Linked DNA regions of Oryctolagus cuniculus: region 2 is linked to region 1. A link is a contact called in public Micro-C data. All regions are on one chromosome and are shown on one strand. The core of a region is the stretch at or near the end of the contact, and the rest is flanking DNA. Distances in the headings are between cores, read along the strand shown.

Region 1 (3,217 bases), core at 521-3,020:
TCTGTGTAATTTCAAGTAAATAAATCAATCTTTAAAAAACAAAAAGTTACTGCATGGGAAACCTGTACTCTATATCGGAGGGCCTGGTTTCCAGTCCTGGTTCTGTTTTCAGTTCCAGCATTCCTGCTAAGGCACACCCCTGGGAGGCAGCAGGGGATAGATTAAGTGTTTGAGTCCCTGCATGGGAGACCCAAATTGAGTTCTAACTCCTGGCTTTGCCCTGGCTGTTTTGGGCGTTTGGGAAATGACCCAGCAGATGGAAGATTTCCCCCCCCCCCACTTCAAATAAAAATAAATAAATGAATCCCACGTGATATATGGATTGACTTGTCCACTGGTTTTGTCAGCTAGCAATTACTGGAGTCCAGTGGAGACAAGAGTGTCCGTACAAGTGGCTCATTTATAGGCAGCAGACGTGAGCACAAGGCACTTTCACAGTCTGGATTGGACTAGACCAGGAAGTAGCCCTGAGAGGAGACTAAATTGGCGAATGCAGGAGTAGGTACCCTTGGGTATTTCCAGCTATTACTGGAAATGGGGACCCTGGGGGTGGCTGGAGGTGAAGTTAAAGCAAGCGAGGACACGAGCTATGAGCTGCACCCAGGGCTCCGGACTAGGTCTCTGACAAGGATCAATTGAATGAATGTATAAGTGAATGCATGCATGGATGAATGCGGGGGTGGGGGCTACAGGCTGTCTTATGAGCAGATCAGGACAGGAAGAGGGTGAGGAGGGAGCATCTGGCAGTGACCGGCGGCACGATGGAGGGGGACCTGCCGCCCCTGTCTCAGACAGGTGCAGGGAGCCTGGTCCTTCCGGGGCAGTCAGATTCCGGCCGGAAGGGTGTGAAGAGCTCCAGGAGTTTCGGAGGAAGGGAAGGCACGGCAGGGCGGGATGGAGCAAGGTGAGCACCCTAAGAGACAGGATAGCTGAGCGCTTCGCAGGGAGGCAGGTGTCACCCGGGCAGCCCGTGGAACGAGGGGTGCTTTCCGGAGTGGCCGCTGGGCTGCTGCTCAGCTTCTCCAGCGACAAGGAACGCCCTGCTCTGGGAAGTAGCACTTCTGCTACCGAATAAGAAAAGGAGGCAGAAAAGAACACAGGTGCGGGCCCCCTGGAGGGGAAGGGTCTCCGATGGCAGACATTTTAGGTAAGTGCATTGCTAGACGATTAGGTCTTTTCACCTGTAAAACGGAGGGGGCAGCTTTCGTTGCCCTCGTCTACTAGCCCGTGAAGTCACCTGGGCAGCCACCCCCGCCCCCTCCATTCCAGCAAAATAAAGAACGAGGTCCGCGGGACGTGGCTCTCTCTGGAAGTCACACCGCTCGTTAACGCGGGAGCAGGCCCAGCGCCGGTTCCTCCCCCGCCTCCGGACGCGCCACGGCCTTCCCCGAGGGAGCGCGCTCCGCGGGAGGCTGCGGGCTGGCGGCCCAGCTGCGAGCGCGCCGGGTTCGAGGCCGCTTCCCGGCAGCAGTCCGAGGAACGCCCCGAGGGGAGGGCCGAGTTCGGGCCTCGTTTCCCACACTTCGTTACGAAGCGGGCCGGGGCGGGCCTGCGGCCGGCAGAGGGCGCGGGGCGGCGGCTCGCTCCGCGGCCCTGGCTGACCGAGGCGCGCTGCCCGGTGCGCGCCGTCGGACCCCGGGCACCAGGTCGCCGCTGCCCCACTGGCCCGAGCCGGCAGGGGAAACGCGGGCGGCGAGCGGCGGGGGCGGGGCGGCGGGCGCGGGCGGGGCGGGGCGGGGCGCGGAGGGGGCGGGGCCGCGAGCGGGGGGCGGCGGCGGCGGCGGCGGCGGCGGCCGAGGAGGAGGAGAACATGGCGGCCGCGGAGAGCGGCTGAAATGCCTGTTCTTCAGGCCAGGCGAGCGGGAGGCTGACGCGATTCGCCGAGCCCTGTCCTCCGACGGCTGGACCGCGGCCTCGAGCGCCTCGGCCGCCTGTTCGCTGCTGCTCCCTTGAGCAGAGCCCGCGCGGGGTTCCTTCTGCATCCCCCTGCGGGGGGACCCCTGCCTGCTCCGGAGGAGGGGCCCGGAGAGCCGCGGCGGCGGCGGCGGCGGCAGCGGCCGCCTGGGCCCCGGGGGCCGGGCTCCGGGCCCGAGGAGTGGCGGAGGCCGCGGCGGCGCCGCCACGGTCGCAGTGGAGCGCGGCGCCCGCGAGCGCGGCCCAGAGGCGGCGGCGGCAGGTGAGTGGCGGGCGGCGGTCGCGGAGCCCTCGCGGTGGGTGCAGCTGTCACGAGCGGCGCGGCCGCCGAGGCCCTAGGGGGCGGGGAGCAGCTGGCGCCCCTCCGCCCCCCGCCCTCCTTTCTCTCTGTTCCATCGCCCCCTTGCACTTTGCCGAGTTCCCCTCTTGGCCTGGCGCGGCTGGAGGGGGCGTAGGTCGCAGCTGTCACGGGCACCAGCTGGGGGCTGCTCCCCGCCGAGGGAGCTCGCTGCGGCGGCGGCGGCGCCTTCCCTCCGCCTCGTTTCCAGTTGCCCTAGTTAGCGCCGAGAGGCGAGCATCCGCGGAGGGTGCGCGAGGCTGCGCGGCCCGCCGGCCGGCGTGGGGAGCGGGCGCCCGAGCCGCCGCCGCCGCCGCCGCCGAGAGGGGGAGCCGGAAGTCGGCGCGGGCGCCCCCGGCCCCGACGAGCGCCGTGACCTTGGCCGGCCCGCCACCCTCCGCGACGCCCGCGTGCCGGGACGGCGCGATGGGGCTGCCCGCGGCGTGCCCCTCGGTCAGCGCCGCCCTCGACGGCGCGGCGGTGTGACCCCGGCGCCGCGGCTCGCCCCCCTGGCCCGGAGAGGGGCTGCGGAGGTGGAAGTGGGATGGGGGTAAGGGCGACTTTCCCGTGGCGCCCGGCGTCCGGTCCCTTCGAAGGGTCCTGCGGTGAGGACCAGCCGGGCTGGCCGGACGGGTGGGCGGGGGGTCGCTGTGTCCCGCGAGCCGCTCCCGGGGCTGCCGGAGGGAGAGGTCCGACAGCGGGGTCCCGGGTCCTTTCCCACCCTGCTGCGGTGGCCGTTTGCGACCCCGGCCGTGGGCTCGACGCAGCCTGGCGTGACGGTGTTGGGGGTGGGGGGTGACAGTCCGGCCTGTGTGTGTGTGTGTGTGTGACAAGGACAGGCCGCGCGCTGCCGTGGCCGCAGAGTTTGGCGGGGAGGAAAAGTTTACGCCGGAGGAGCTGTTAGCCTCTGCTGCGCGGCGCTCCTCGCGCGCGGTGGAGGCGTTCAAGAGGCAGGTGTCCTTGCGG
Region 2 (3,217 bases), core at 193-2,692, 100 kb before region 1:
ATGTCACGAAGGGGGTAGGGGAGTGGCTGTGTCACTGCTTGGGACACACTCGTCCCAGAGAGGAGTGCCCGGCTACCCTGCTTCCCACCAGCTTCGTGCTGAGATGCACCCTGGGAAGTAACAGATGAGGGCTCCTTCACTTGCGTCCCTGCCAGCCACGTTTGGAAGCCTGGATTGAGTCCTAGGCTCCTGGCTTTGGCCTGGCTCAGTCCTGGCTATTGTGGGTATTTGGGGGAGTAAACCAGCAACTGGAAGATCTCTCTCCATCTGTCTCTGTGCCTGCTTTTCAAACAGAATGGAAAAAAGGGGCAGCCCAGGGGGCCCTTCCATGGCTGGGAGTGAAAGTCCCTCTGCCTCCTGGGGCTGGGACTTCCCTCCTCAGAGCTCACTGCTGGTCACGGGGGAAGCAGGTGTCAGCTGTGAGACTATGCTGTCCTTTCTCTTTGTGAAGATTGATTTATTTATTTGAAAAGCAGAGGCGGGGGTGGGGGGAGAGAGGGAGAGAGGGAGATCGTCCATCTGCTGGTTCATTCCGAGAGAGAGAGAGAGAGAGAGAGAGAGATCATCCATCTGCTGGTTCATTCCCCCAAAGCCCACAACAGCCAAGGCTGGGCCAAGCCAAAGCCAGGAAGTCCATCCAGGTCTCCCACATGGGTGGCAGCGACCCAAGTCCTTGGACCAGCTTCCACTGCTTCCCCAGGGAATTGGACTAGAAGCATAGCGGCCAGGACTCCATATGGGATGCCGGCCCCAGGATGTTACCTTGTTAATGCACTCATTTAATGACATCCCAGAGGAAATGATGAGAAGAGTCTGCCTGGATTCCTTTTAACCTCAGAGATAAAAGTTCAAATGAAGAGGACAGTTTCAGGAACACTGCTCCTGAAAAAATTGATTTTTCAAAGTCCTTTGTTTGCGGTTTAGCTCTGCGGTATTTAGCATGGCCGCCACACATCAGACACTCGAGGAGGAGCTACATCATTTAGGAGTGACTTTGTTGAGAGCAACAGAATTTCCTAAACACCGCTCCCCCACGTGACCCATAAGCCGCTTAGCGCGATGTCCGGAACCACGCGTGTGATGTGGCCGCTGATATCTGGTCTGCAATTCCCCGTTCCCCCGGCCTTCCCTTTCTGGCCACAAGATGGCGCAGCTGCTCTAACAGCCTCAGAGGGCCTGGGCAGGAAGGAAGACACAAGGGCTTTCTCTTTCTCTTCTAGTACAGTCTCCCTAAGCAGAAAGAAAAAAGAGGCTTCCAGCAGACTTCTTGGGCCCGAACGTGACCAAATGCCCATCGTTAGACGAACAGAAGAGGAATGAAAGTGCCACGGTTTACCAAGACCCCGGAGCTGGGCACATCACTGTCAGATCAAAATAGGACTTTTATTTTATTCACGGTTTAATCTGTTCAAGCACGAAAGAAGTAGGAAGTAGGCTGCAGCAGGCTGCCCGTAGAGCTGCCAGAGCTGCTCAGGAGGAATCATGCGCGCTGAATCCCAGGGGCAGAGGACAGGGCCTCTTCGGAAACTGGCTTCTTCCTTTGATAATTACTAATTCTCTGCGGTGACTTAGGAAGATTCTTGGACTAAGTTTCTTGCCATGAAAGGCTTGAAGCGTGCAGAAACTGACAGCAAAACTTTGTTTAAAAGTGGCTCTACTTCTCCCCCAAACTTCTTACTCCAGCTCCTAGTTTCCCACTGTCTGAGCTGTACGAATCACCTCCAATTTACATATTCTAGAAGAGCCTTACATGGGAAAGAATAAATCACTTTCAGATCAGGCGTTCCGTCTAGAACTGGCGGTGGCTGATTCCCAGTACTGTCTTTTATTTCTGACATGCTTTTAGATGAGGGTAATCATATTTGCAGTAATTCTCAGGATAAAATTGTCTTCTCAAAGTTAATTTCATGAAGTTCTTTTTTTTTTCTTTTTAGTTTTAAAGAATAAAGCAATTATTCTTTCTTTTTGAAATTGCATGTCAAATCCAGAAACATTAATTATTCTTTCTTTTTGAAATTACATATCAGACTCAGAAACATTGACTTCTGTAATTTAAAATTTTAACTTCAAGTGATGGATATGCACATTTCCCATATTATACCCTCTTTTCTTTCAATGTGATGCTGTTGTCCTTGGCAGCCCCTGGTTCCTGTTGAATTTTCATTGCACACCAATTATCTCCGGCTACACTTTCACCAGCAGCTGTTTCCTTCACTGCCCACCATGAAGCCACTCTCCTGGGGCAATCCCTGCCTCTCCAGTGTGGCTGCTGTTGCCCGGGCCTCACCCCGGGCTTAGGCACAGGGCCTGTGAACCAAATCAATCCGAATATTGCATTCCCGAGGCCAAATTGACTGAGAAGGCTCCTTCAGAGCCCATGAGAAGTAAGGACACTTTTGCTGAGACATCTGGAAGAGAGAGTCTCTCTCTGTCCTGCTGGATTCTTACCTGAAGGGATGTGAAGCTGAGTTGTTGCAACCTTTTGACATCTTGAGCTGGAACCAGTTTGAGGATGGAAGCAGGACACACACACACATGTAATCACACATAGACACACATACACACACACTCACACACACTCACATACACATGCACTCACACACACACTCACACACTCACACACTGGTGATGCATTTTCGCCTTCATGCTAAGATAGCATAAACTCTATTCCTGGACTTTTCAGTTATGTAACTGAGTTCCCAATTTTGTTTAAGTCAGATTCTCTCTTGCTTGACACCAAAAGAGTACTAACTTATGATACAGAGTTTAGAATCTTTTATGGCCGAGAAAATTCTCAGATACTAAATGAATCAGAAAAGTTAATGTGGTAAATACTTAGGGAATAAGTGCACTTATAACTAATTATGTCCAATGTTTTTACTGCCCTCTCTTCAAATAATATTATAGACTTGTCATATAATACAACATAAAAGATTTAGTTTAAATCAGCATTCTTGGTTACATACCTAATACACTAATTATTATAATGGCAGTGTGCTCTGGGAATGTTTCTTTTCTTAGAATTTATTTGAAAGGCAGAATTACAGAGAAAGAGGGAGAGACAGAGACAGAGACCTTCCAACCTGTGATTTACTCCCCAATGACCACAACAGACAGGGCGGGGCCAAGTCGACGAAGCCAAGAGCCTATAACTCTATCCAGACCTCCCACGTGGGAGGCAGGGGCCCAAGCACTTGGGCCATCTTGCGCTGCTTTC

Evidence for each region. Hi-C and Micro-C count contacts between places; a contact is called where the count stands out from the background.
Region 2: a contact with region 1 is called in a Micro-C map of ear pinna, with 2.4 times the contacts expected there. The contact joins the enhancer-like site here to the promoter of NCOA1 in region 1. A contact is called at or near these places in 4 of 6 Hi-C or Micro-C datasets (ear pinna, liver, psoas muscle and 1 more).

What each region holds. Positions count from the first base shown.
Region 1 is chr2:178,078,405-178,081,621 of mOryCun1.1, reverse strand. It overlaps NCOA1 (nuclear receptor coactivator 1), which reads left to right and starts at 1,770. Exons shown (of 23, transcript XM_051843198.2): 1 at 1,770-2,176.
Region 2 is chr2:178,178,681-178,181,897 of mOryCun1.1, reverse strand. The region is part of intron 4 of LOC103347831 (translation initiation factor IF-2); the gene reads left to right. Among named protein-coding and RNA genes, the nearest start is that of ITSN2, 54 kb to the left of the region's middle. Within about 2 kb of position 1,442, at least 3 of the 8 cell types and tissues checked have an H3K27ac peak or open chromatin away from gene starts, as enhancers often do. A contact at or near this core is called in ear pinna, where this site is marked.